Linked DNA regions of Mus musculus: regions 2 and 3 are each linked to region 1. Evidence: chromatin contacts called from public HiChIP or PLAC-seq and promoter capture Hi-C data. All regions are on one chromosome and are shown on one strand. Each heading gives the region's core, a stretch centred on a gene start, on an enhancer-like site or on the middle of the called end of the contact. The rest is flanking DNA. Distances are from core to core; before and after follow the strand shown.

Evidence for each region. Promoter capture Hi-C pulls out the DNA fragments that hold promoters and counts their contacts. HiChIP or PLAC-seq counts read pairs in DNA pulled down with a chosen protein or histone mark.
Region 2: a contact with region 1 is called in an HNF4G HiChIP or PLAC-seq map of pancreatic cancer cells. The contact joins the promoter of Prkaa1 here to the promoter of 5430437J10Rik in region 1. A contact is called at or near these places in 1 of 39 promoter capture datasets (pre-B cells) and 1 of 115 datasets of contacts at active chromatin or transcription factors (pancreatic cancer cells).
Region 3: a contact with region 1 is called in a promoter capture Hi-C map of stem cell-derived epiblast-like cells, with 3 times the contacts expected there. The contact joins the promoter of Ttc33 here to the promoter of 5430437J10Rik in region 1. A contact is called at or near these places in 5 of 39 promoter capture datasets (the 3T3-L1 cell line, hematopoietic stem and progenitor cells, liver and 2 more), 1 of 484 Hi-C or Micro-C datasets (pancreatic cancer cells), 2 of 115 datasets of contacts at active chromatin or transcription factors (bone marrow-derived macrophages and pancreatic cancer cells) and 2 of 9 other capture datasets (adipose tissue and liver).

Annotation. Positions count from the first base shown.
Region 1 is chr15:5,494,189-5,498,302 of GRCm38.p6, reverse strand. It overlaps 5430437J10Rik (RIKEN cDNA 5430437J10 gene), which reads right to left and starts at 1,985. Exons shown (of 5, transcript NR_045274.2): 1 at 1,948-1,985.
Region 2 is chr15:5,142,115-5,146,228 of GRCm38.p6, reverse strand. It overlaps Prkaa1 (protein kinase, AMP-activated, alpha 1 catalytic subunit), which reads right to left and starts at 2,368. Exons shown (of 9, transcript NM_001013367.3): 1 at 2,234-2,368. The coding sequence starts at 2,360.
Region 3 is chr15:5,183,574-5,187,687 of GRCm38.p6, reverse strand. Ttc33 (tetratricopeptide repeat domain 33) reads right to left here and starts at 2,128. Exons shown (of 5, transcript NM_026213.3): 1 at 1,920-2,128.

The sequences.
Region 1 (4,114 bases), core at 736-3,235:
TGATTTTAAACTTGTTGAAGTTGATACAATAATCCTTTCTGAGAATTACAACAATTTATCCTTTTGTTAAACAACAGATTATGAACACCATGTACAACAAGCTTAGCTGTCAGGGAAAAGCAAATGAGAATGACCTTGAGATTCCACCTTGCCCCAATCAGAATAGCTAATATCAAAAATTCAAATGACAGCATGGGCTGGCAAGAATGTGGAGAAAGAGGGCATTTCTCCATTGTTGGTGGGATTGCAAATTGCAACAACCACTCTGGAAATCAATCTGGTGTTTTCTCAAAAACTTGGAAATGGTTCTACCTAAAGATCCAGCTATTCCACTCCTGGACATATATCTAAAAGATGCTCCACCATACCACAAGGACACATGCTCCATTATGTTCATAACAGCCTTATTCATAATAGCCAGAAGCTGGAAACAATCCAGATGTCCCTTAATGGAAAAATGGATACAGAGAGTGTGGTTCATTTACACAATGGAATACTAATCAGCTATTAAAAACAAGACCATCAAGAATTTTTCAGGCAAGTGGATGGAACTAGAAAATATCATCCTGACTGAGGTAACCCAGACCCAAAAATATATGCATGGTATGTACTCACTACTAAGTGGATATTAGCCATAAAAAACAGGATACTCATGATACACCCACAGACCCAAAGAAGTTAAACAAGAAGACCCAAGTGAGGATGCTTGTATCCCACTTAGAAGGGAAACATAATAGTAAAGGGAGGCAAGGGGAGGGAGGAAAGTGGATGGGAGAGAGGAGCATGAGGGAAACAGGAGGACAGGATCAGGTGTGGCCAGAGACAAGAGTAAGGCCCAGAAGACCAGGATAATAAATGGAAATCTGCAGCTGCCAGAGATGGGGGGAGTGGATTTCTAGGCTGTCCCTGAGAACTGAGATAGGGGAGGCTCCCAGGAGTCAATGAGGGTAACCTAGTGGAGATGCCTATCAGTGGGGACATGGACCTGAAGACACTACCTCCTGTAGTCAGGAAGGACCCCAGTGGAGGGCTAAGGACACCAACCCACCCACAAAACTTTCAACCCAAAATGTGTCCTGTCTAAGAGAAATGCAGGGCCAAATGGAGCAGAGAATGAAGGAATGACCAACCAATAGCTGGTCCAACTTGAGACCCATCCCTTAGGCAAGCACCAATTCCTGACACTATTAATGATTCTCTGTTAAGCTTACAGACAGAAGCCTAGCATGACTGTCCTCTGAGAAGCTCCACCCAGCAGCTGACCAAAAAGATGCAGATAACCACTTCCAGGACCCTTATGGGATTGAAGGCCCTGAAGGGGATAGGAACCCTACTGAAAGACTAACTGTGTCAAAAATCCTGGACCCCTGGGAGCTCTCAGAGGCTGAGCCACCAAGCAAACACCATACCTGGGCTGGACCAAGGACCCCGGCACATATGTAGCAGAGGGCTGCTGCATACCTTGTCCTGTGTCAGTGGGAGAGGACAGGAGGAACTCCATGAAGGGAAGACCAGTAGGAGGGGCAGCAGCATTTGGGGTGTAAATAAATAAATAAATTTTTAAAAATTAACTGTAACTTACCCATTAAATCCCAGATGAAGTAGCTTGAAAAATAAAAACAAAATACCATGCTTTGCATTCTGTGTTGACTCTTCCTTCTTCTAGTGGCTGCCGCCTTAAGTAGGTTATCATGAATCTACCCCACAGTAGACAAGTTCCTGGAGCACCACTGCTCAGCCTCTATAGTGAATTCTTTCTTGTCTAAATATAGGGTTATATGACAGAGATTACACTAGAGAGAGAACAAAATCTTCAAACTTATGTATTAGACTCCCTGATTGGGTAGCCTACCATCTTTATCTGCATGAATCACTGCTCTAGGTTGGTCCTTCCCCATAGCTTTCATAAGTATCTGCAGCTCTAATTCCTCATACAAATTACCTTACCTCCCCTGATCCTCTGATCCAGTCCCTGATCCAGCTTCTAACACCTCCGTCCTAGAGATGTAAAAGCCATCTTCATCCCACCCTTTTCTAGCTACAATAGGAGGTGCTGTGGATTGGCAGCTCATGGCTTCCTATCCCAACTGGCTAGTCTCTCAATGAGAGGCCTTTTACATCCTGAGTTCTCTCTTCCCTTTTCTTTTTTTTTTTTTTTTCTGAGGGTGGAGAGTGGTCACATAGCTAGGCTCAATTCCTCAATTCTCACAAACCACTACCAATGTGGCTACAAGTACCTACATTCCTCAGTATTAAAAAAATAAATGCTAAAGAAACACTAAATTCCTTCACCTGCGGGATACAAAGAGCAGCTGTGAGCAGAGATGCTGGTGCTCACCAGATTGCAATCACTGCCACAGGAAAGTTGTGCATGCAGTATCATGGGACCAAAGCTCAGTGCCATGAACTACAACCCTCGAAAGCTTAAATATGCCTACCTCACAGGTGTAACCATGTTCACAGATGTAACCGGCTTCATCATGTAGAAGCACACTGCTCAAATACCTCTTGGGACAGAAAAGAATTTATGCAAGTTCTCACTCCCACCCAACTGGGGCCTCAGCCTTGTGAAAAAGCACCATGAACCTGGTCTTGGCATTTTTCTAAATACGTTTCCATTTTGAAATGATTTTTTAAAAAGCAGGAAGTAGCACTTTCACTTCTGCAGTGGGATTCCCTCCATGTCTCCCTAAAGACATAACATCACTGTGTTCCCTTTAAACGTCTCAGATTGGGCCAGTTTCTTACACAGATAACACATCGCTCCTGGCTAGGATCCACGAAATTTCATGTCGCCCACCTCACTTTTATTACTTAATAATTATCTTGGCAGACACCGATTCAACAGTCCTTGGAATGCTGGTGGGAAAGATCCATCACACTTAGTATTTCTCAAGAGGAAATTTGTCTAGTGGTTAAACTCAAGAATGACTCATAGAGATGCCAATTCAAACCCAGGCTGTGATTCACTCTGTGACCCTTGCCCTACGCTCTCCACCCTGGGTTTCTCAATATGTTGAGCTGCACATCTCCATTTGCTACCATAAATAATGAGCTATACTTAGAGATTATTTGCAAACTGACTAACATTGGGAGACCTAATATGTCCAAGGTAATGTGTCACCAACGTGAAAGCATAAGTCGATATTCATAAGAAGTCATTTTCTCAAGGTTAATCATGGACTGAAGAAAGAATGTGATCAAAGCCTTTGAGGACCAAGTCCTTCCAGTCATCTTTGCTCCTGACTTTCAGAGATGCATACACTGAAGCCCAGCCAGCTAAGCTTCCTACACAAAGCTTTGCTGTGCCCAAGTCTACACTACATGCTAGAAATGGAATACAGGCTACTCACAGGAACCACAGGTATAGTTTTCAATTTTCTAGTAAGGACAGGTTTTTTTTTTTTCATAGATTAAGATTAATTTCAGTAATACATTTTAACTTAACATGTTCAAAATACTCATCATTTCAGTATCTAATCAATGTTAGACTATTAATGAGCACCTTTTTTCTGCTGTTTTTTCCCCATATGCAGTCATCAGAACATGGTGAGCATCTTACACTTTGAGTATGTCACAGTCTATACTAGCCACAAACCAAGTGCTCCCATAGTCCCAATAGACTATTAGCCACCTTAGTTGGCATCCTAGGTCTGCCCAGCTGCTAGGATTTCAGTCTCTTGGTACTAGTCAACATAAACTAGTGTGCAAAACTGAAGACCACAGAACGTTTGGAGCCTATTACAGCCCTATCACTGTTCTTAAACTCTCTCTGATCCTTTTCTGAAGACCACATTCTTCCCTGTAATGTCTTTAGCCTTTCTGTTATATTCTGGGCCTTGGCTCTGATTAAATCTTTGAAATTTTCTTTTTCTGTTTACATAGGTTCTCTAAGTATGTCTGGGGAAATTATCAGTAGGGATTTTCTTATTCCATGGAAATTGTCTTTAATTCCTAAAATTTTCCTTTTTATTTCCTGCTTTGTCTGAAAGCATTCCAACAGATAGCAGCTTCAGAATGGATGCCAGCTCATTCCACCATCAGCTGGTGACCCTATGGGAAGAACAGAGAGTTGTCAATTCCACCCAGAAGCCAAGGTGATGTTGTGAAACCA
Region 2 (4,114 bases), core at 1,119-3,618, 350 kb after region 1:
CTTCAGATGAAGATGTTGAACTCTCAGCTCCTCCTGCACCATGCCTGTCTGGATGCTGCCATGCTCCCACCTTGATGACAATGGACCTGTAAGCTAACCCAGTTAAATGTTGTCCTTATAAGAGTTGCCTTGGTCATGGTGTTTGTTCACAGCAGTAAAACCCTAACTAAGACAGTCATGCTATCCCCACTCTGATGCATAAACCAAATGGGATATGGCAGTCCAGCCATTCCTTAGTAAGGAGAGGATCATAGCAAATCCTGTGGTTACTAATTTGACATTATTACTAATGTCAAAAAAAAAAAAGCATCCCAACCATTTAACAGTTTTAAAATGAACTGGCTGAATATTTAGACCCACATCAACTAACAAGTTCAAGGACAAGTTTAATTATAACCGAGAAGCCTAGGATCCTCTGACTCACACTGGCCCTCTGTATTGGAGGAGGCTTATGACTGATGGTATAGGATTTCAAGAGAAGGCTGTGTGGGTGGGTGGAGAAGTGAAGGTTAAGGAAAAGCAGAGTCACTGGGAGGGAGGTTCGAGGCACTGCTACTTCCCAGGTCAAATCCCAGGCCGGGAAAACAATCCCTTCTTCCTTTCTTGTCTGCTTGATCCGCTCTGGTCTGTGTCAAAGGAATGGCGGACTGGATGCCACATTCATTCCAAGCAGGGCCTTCGGAAGGAGCCTTCTGAGTTCAAGTCTGCCTTATCACTTCCATCAGAGCCTTAATTAGCACTTCTTACCACCTCTAATGGCAAACAAGGATGCCTAGCTAAAGGTAAACAAAACACTGGAAGAGCTAGCTGCCTGTTAATGCCAACTACTTAGGAAGCTGAAGCACGAAGAATAACAAGTTCAAAGCCAGCCTGGACAGCATTGTAACACTCTCTCGAAATAAATAAATGCATGCATGCATAAAAAGAGACAAAGCAAAACCCTGAGAGTGTTCACGAACACTGGCTGAACCATGATCAGTGCTAGGCCCTAGACCACACCTACTCCTCCTTCACACTGTCTGGCTTGCTGATTTTCCTAGGTAGGTTTAGGCATTTGCTCCCCTGAGGGTAACACAGCAACTTTCCGTTTAGGACTGGGAAAGGGCAAGAGAAGGAAGGGCTCTTTCTGCCCTCCTGGGAGAACGGAGCTCAGTTAGCTTGCTGTGTAATTTGACAAACTTTTTCACTTCAATCAAATATCTACTAAGGAGCTTACTATATATGCAGGCCATAGTCTATTATTTCTCCAAAACCAATGTATGAATTATTTCTTATCAGCTCCAAACTTCCTTCCTCTAAATACTTAATAGCAGGCTTAAATATTTTAAAGGGGAAAAAAGTCCACCTCACAAAGGTTGTAATCAGAATTTTCCTTGTCACAGGTGGTGGGCTAGAGTAGTTAGTTGAAGACAGAATGCTTGTGCTTTTGCTAAGGCGGTAACAGGGGATTCTACCAAAACGAACAAAAAGTCCAAATGATGTGCACTGAATTACTAAAATATAAATATACTGTGAGAATAAACGGAAACTATACCTATAAGCTAATAAATACCATCTGGAGTTAACATATGCCCTACCTACCAGGTATAGCTCTCGGAAACCGCAAAACTTCCGAAAACGGAATCACTTAAAAGCAGCATCTGCATCCAACTGTAAACCACGCATAGGAAACACCGCGCCAGTTCACAGGCATATGCATCAAAAGTCCTGACGGAGATCAATAGTCCTAACAAGGGCATTACTATTTCTGAAAGGTATCTCCACAGCTACCTTGCTTTTGGAAGAACACATTTCGATTCAGGAAACCGAAGAAGCACTTTAGTCCACAACCTCCTAAAAGCGAGGCAGCGACAACTCCGAGGACCGCCAGGGCGCGATGGGCTGGCTCTGCGCCAAGGGCACACAGGGGATCAGAAGACCACAAGAGACCCCCTCGTCCGCGCCGGGCGCCCCCGCGCGCTCAGTGCCCAACTCCCTCGCCTGGGAAAGTTGCACCCAGAGCCATCCCCGCCCCTCCGGCGCCGCGCCGTCGCCATGGCGACCGCCCCCACCCCACCGCGGCGGACCCCACAGCTCTGCAGCCCGCGGCAGCCTCGGGCTCCGCTCCCAGCGCCGCCCGGACCGGGGATACGGAGCCCAGACACCCGGAAGGCGGGCGCGGGGGAGGATGCGGAGTGCGAAAGGCGCAGTCGCTCGCCGTTCGCCGGGTCCGCGCTGGCCCGGGCGTCCTCACCCTTCACTTTCCCGAAGGTGCCGACACCAAGCGTGTCCCCCAGGATGTAGTGGCCGATCTTCACCCGCCCGTCGTGCTTCTGCTTCTCGGCCGTCGCCATCTTTCTCCAGGAACTGAGTCTGCGCATGGCGCCGCGGGAGGGGGCGGAGGGGGCGGGCAGGGCCGCGCCGGGGGCGGGCGGGCGCCGAGGGGGTGGGGACGCGGGTGCGCCGCGGTGGGGCGCAGTCGCCGGCCACCGCCCGCGCAGGCCCCGCAGTCCCCGCAGCCGGCCGCCGAGCGCACTCGCTCCCCCTGGCGGGCTAGGCGGCGGGAGCGGCGCCGGTACTCGCCTCGGCGCCCCGCATCCCTCTGCGCGCGCCCGCGCTTCTGCGCGCGGGAGGGCTTCCCCCGCCGCGGAGCCGACCGCGGCCACCCGAGGGTCTGTGGGTGCGGTACAGCACCCCACCCCCGTAATTCCCAGGAGGACGATGCTTGCTTACACGTTGCCCGGGGATAGCGCGGCGTGCTTTGAAACAAGACAGGGGACACCGCCCTACCACTGACTTGAAATCTTGATTTTCATCTCATCTCGGTGTCATCTGGAAGCCAAGGGTGTTTTCACTTGCACTTTTAATACTTACCACTGCTTTAAACAAAAAAAAACTCTGAGCCAGTAAATTACTATGGGACACCGCACATCCTGGAGAGACTTCCTAGGAAATTTGCTACCGTCAAATTTCCCCTGTGGAATGTGTGTGAGCTATGTGAATTCCAGAAAGAGGTGTTATCCCGAACTTATCGTGTTTAGAAACTAATATTTTTACATTTTCAATAAAATGTACATTTTCAGTCCACTTGAAAAAGTGTGTTGTTTGTATAAATGGAGCCATATCCAGTCACCAAAGAAGTGTGTTTATTTGTAACAGGATTTTGAAGTGAATCTGTTACTCAGTTCTAACAATAGGTAAAAATATATATGTCATCCTTCGATTTTGCAATTTGAATCTCTATCAATGTCGATGGAGAAAAAGGATGGAGTTTTGTTTTTGTGGTTTTTTTTTTTTTTTTTTTTTTTTTTTTGGAGACGAAAAATGTCATTTTTCTTTGGGATGAAAATTACCAACACTCCTAGTTTTCCCATATTCTGGCTTATGACATCAAAGCAATGTAACATCAAACGCTTTTGTTCCAAGAAAAAGTATTCAGGGGGAAGAAAGCTGCTTTAAGGTTTGAGCAATAGTTCTCAACCTTCTTAATGCTATGACCCTTAATACAGTTCCCCATGTTGTGGTGACCCGTCTCCCATCATAAAGGTATTTTCAATGCTATTTCATAGCTTTTTTTTTTTTTTGCTACTTTTATGAATCGCAATGTAAATATCATTGTTTCCTGATGATCTAAGGGGGTTGATCCCGTAGTGGGTCGTGACCCACGGGTTGAGAAACACCTGCTTCTCCGCCAAGAACAATAACTGGGAGCAATCTTCGTTAATCAACTCTCTATTTTACAAGGATTACTATAAGGCAGAAATAGCTCTGGATTCTCTCAAGGAGGGGGAAACCCTTTCAATTCTCCCACCCCTTGATCTGGCATTTTAAGTTACTTCACATTTGCCCAGGAAGGTTCTACTGTTTCTTTTAATCTACAAGAAATCAGTGGTCTCAGGCTGTAGCTCGTTTGGTTGAGTGCTGGCCTGGCGTGCTGGGTTAGATCCTCAGTAGCCTATAAAAGTGAGAATGATGACTCATGCCTGCCATCCCAGCACTCTGGGGATTATCGCTAGGGAGATCACATGTTCAAGGCCATCCTCTCCACCTAGGGACACTAAGGCTGATTTGAACTACCTGAGATTCTCAAAACTAACATGAACTAAAGTGGGATAAATGACTCGACAGTTACAGG
Region 3 (4,114 bases), core at 879-3,378, 310 kb after region 1:
GAAAACAAGGAGGTAAAATGAAAGTATGGCTACTATGGATCACAAATCCAGAGGCATAGAGTGAAGACAGTCTAGGAAAATGGATGCTCAGAATGCCTTCAAAGGATACTAGGATACAAGAGGAGGAGGAAGAAGAGGAAAGAAGAGGTGGCAGCTCTCTTGTACTTATGTCCCTAAAGGCAGTGAGAATGTGGGACTTGCATTCTACATGACTAACGTGAGGCATCAGACAGTGTAGCAGATCTATTAAAAACAGAAAACCTGTTTTGCTTACTGAAGGCAAGTTCATTTTAAATCACTGGAAACATCTGCCAGTCATGGTGAAAGGATGAGCTGAGAACAATGAGAAAACGAAAGTCAACAAACCACTGAGATCCCCACCTCCCAAGCTAAGGGGGGGGGGGGGGGGCGCTAAGTGCTGAGGGCACATAAGGAAGGGTTAAGTCTCAGAGGGTAGCTCTCTGCCTCACACGGCTGCCCTCTGAAGCTTGTGTCCTTGTCCTCCACATTTCTAAAGTTTCTGAGCAGAGTCCAAACAAAACTAGGGATTTCATGTTCCCAAATTTCACATTAGTAGGAAAAGTAGGTTATAGCCATCTACTCAATATAAAGGAAAAAAATAAATAAATGTATGCATCTGAGAAAGATGAAAAAAAAAATCTAACAAGTCCTTGTGGAGATTAGAAACGACTTAATAATGAAGAAACAGCAAGCGGTATCAAGGGCCTACTAAAGTGAAAAAGCAGGAATGTGTTACCAGTTTATAATACCAAGTTTATATTTTCTCCCAAACTGCCTGTGGACAAGGAGACTGAACTCAATTACAATACCGGTAAGTGCTATCAAGCGTGATCCAATGACCTGTCAGACAAACGCACACTAGTGTCTGCATGAAAGTGAGCTTTAGAGAATAGAAGCTGGCCAGGCTTAAAAGAGGGAAGACTCCTGGCATGTGTGAACATCTTCCCCAAGGAAAATGTAATGCTCTGATCTGATCCGGGATCTGAAATGCTACTGGGGAGAAAATACAGACAATAGTCAATTAATGATTCGGGACTCCCCTTCTCGGTGATTAAAATGTCCTAACATCAATTGGTATAATGGCACGATTTTGTGAACAGCAATAACGGTTACTGAGTCATAGACTCTATTAGGAGGAGTTGTATAACACGCCACTTACATCTCAACTAAACTGTTTTCATCTTACGCTATGAGCTTCTTGTGCCTCTAGGCTGTGCTTGTAATTAGTACTCACTAAAAACCGCGTACAGAAGGAGCTTTGCTTGATCTGTACCTGGATGGATAAGGCACCAAGCTTCTTTCCAACCCGATAACAGATCAAGTGGGTAAATCACAACTGTAAAGGTTTCGTGCTAACTCTCATCTGGAGTTAAAAGTCTACGTGCTCTACAGAACGATGAGTGGCATTAAGATTCTAAACATGTACGATGCTCTCCACCGCAACCGCTCGACTTGACCCTTTACCGGGCCATAAATAAGCTGGGTGCTTGCCACAGAGTTAAAAACGTCCTCCTGAACTGACTGCGTGAGAGGATGCGGCCACCCAAGATGGAAAAACACCGGCCGGAGGTAGAGAATCACAACAACCACCCTCCGAACAGGAGAGATGAATCCGCAGGTGAAGAACGAGAGAAACGGATTCCCTTAAAATGCTACCCGAGGAGAACACAGGATTCAAAACTGGCCCCTGCCTCGGCTGCAATAAAAATGAGCTCCGGCCATAGCAGCTCCTCGGGCGGCCGGGCCGGCACCCAGAACCCTGCCACCGCGCCCCGCGCCCCGTGCCCAGGTCGGAGGCACGCCCCAGGGCTCTGTGGACCTCACCGGGCCACCCTCGGCCCTCCCTCCCGCACGCAGCAACCCTCAGCCCTGTCTACCGCCTACCCGCAGCCAGTTACCTGAAAACACTCTGTGGTGCCGTGTTTACATTCCACGTGCCCTTTGGCACCGGAAACGGAAACTATTCTGCCGGGATTCTAATCTGCCTTGCCTGCCTGTGCTTCCCGATTCTTTATTTTAAAAAAAAAGCATGAAATCATCCTGGGACGTTCTAAAGTCCAGCAAGGCGGACAGAAGAAAAGAAGACTTTCTTACCCGCCAGCGCCCTTCTGCAGGACCACTAATCCCAGAAGTCACTGCGGCGCCCTAGGGACTATGGGATTTGTAATAAAGACACCAGACGAAGCGCCCTCTAACTGCAGCCGGGAATGGACTCCCGTGTTTGAGGTTGTGCTTTGCAATACACACAGTCCTCAGGTAAATAAATGGCTTACCGCCTAGTCTGACCGGCCTAGCCGCTGAAGGGTCTGTGAGATGCAGAAGGGGGGGGGGGGGGGGGGGGGCGGAGACTGAGCTGAAATAAGTGCAAAGGGTGCTGGCTTGTTTGTGTCAACTTGACACAAACATATACTTAGCTATAAAACAGGGAATCTTAACTGAGAAAATGCCTGTAGGGAAATCTATGCGGGCATTGTCTTGATGAATGATTGATGTGGGAGGACCCAACCCATTACAGGCAGTGCCACACCCTTGGCAGGTGGTCTGGCCCAAGGGGAAGCTAACTGAACAAGCCTTAAAAAGGACCAATTACTGCCCTGCTTGAGTTTCTACCTTGATTTCCTTCTATAATGTGAAACTAGACGCTGATATAACCCCTTTCCGCCCCGAGATGACTTTGGTCATGGTGTTTTATCCCAGCAACAGAAACCTTAAGTAAGAGCCGATCAGGGAGGATTGGGCTGAACTGCAAGCTTCCTGTGAGAATCCACAGCAGAGCCTGAAAGTAGCACCTGTCACTTCTTACAAGTAAATTAGCAGGCTGATGTTAACAATGGGGCACACTGAGGGAATTGAAAACTCCTTAAGTTTATCCACATAGCTGTGCTACACAAAGCCAAGATCGATTTATGGAGACCACGCTTTTTCAACGCGCCACCGCATGTCTTACTGGCTAGTTATTTGTTGAGGTAAACTGATAAGTTATTTCTCCACTGGTAAAATGAGCCAATTCAAGCCAGATTAAAATATATACAACTGCAGGTTTATTAAGAAGCTGCTCTCGGGCAGGTGAGTTCACTGGCCCCAAGGAAGGAGGCCAGAAAAGGGAGAGAAGAGGAAGAGAAAGAGAGCCCTCAGGCTAAGACAAGGGGGCAGGGGAGATGGGGAGGGAGAAAACAAAATGGATTATATAGCAAAGATCCTCTGGGGGAAGGGAGTCCAGGCCCTGTGCTGAAAATTCAGGATTGGGGGCCAGTTATACTAGGGACTGAGGGATGCTGGGAGAACCAGGAGGCCAGGTCTGCTTTGGTATGTAAAATATACACCTAAGTTGTTTGTTCCTGGGTCTGAAACCAAACAGAAACATGGTAGGATTCTGAGATACCATTAGTAATACTCCCCTCCCCACCTCCCACCCCCATCCCCATCCCCACCCCCCCCACACACACATACATTACCAAAAGGACTACTAACTTCTTTCTCTCCAAAATGTCAAATAGTCCCTGAAGGGACACTCTTACCCAACGCTGGCATTAAAATCACTGATGCTGGCCCCAGCGATGGCTTACTGCTCTTGTAGAGGACCTGGGTTCAGGTCCAACACTCAACAGAGAGACTCAAAACATCTGTGACTCCAGTTACAGGGGAACTGCTGCCCTCTTCTGACACCCACAGATACCAAGTGTCAAAGGCCCTTCCGTACCCAGAACTCGTACATATTGCCATTTTTCACAAAAGTAAACATTGGTGCTGGCTGTTAAAACGCCACAGTGATAGAGCAGCTACGTGGATTTGAGGTAATGATGCAAACTCTAATGGTAGTGATAGAGTCCTCTGTCACGCCGTTACAGTGAAACTCTGGAACACAAGTTTCTCCTGAGATGAGACCTAGCTATGTCACCTAGCAAGAGTCCCAATTTCCAGACTCACTTTAATAAGCCAAGTATCACTGCTTCGTCAAGGGCATTTCTAAACGATGGCATTCATATTTCTATGATACCAAGTGCTTTTACTGCTACGGAAGTGTGATGCCTCTCAAAAGCGAGTGAAGATTCCACCATGAGGGCTGGACAGAGAGTCCAGAAGTTAAGTGCAC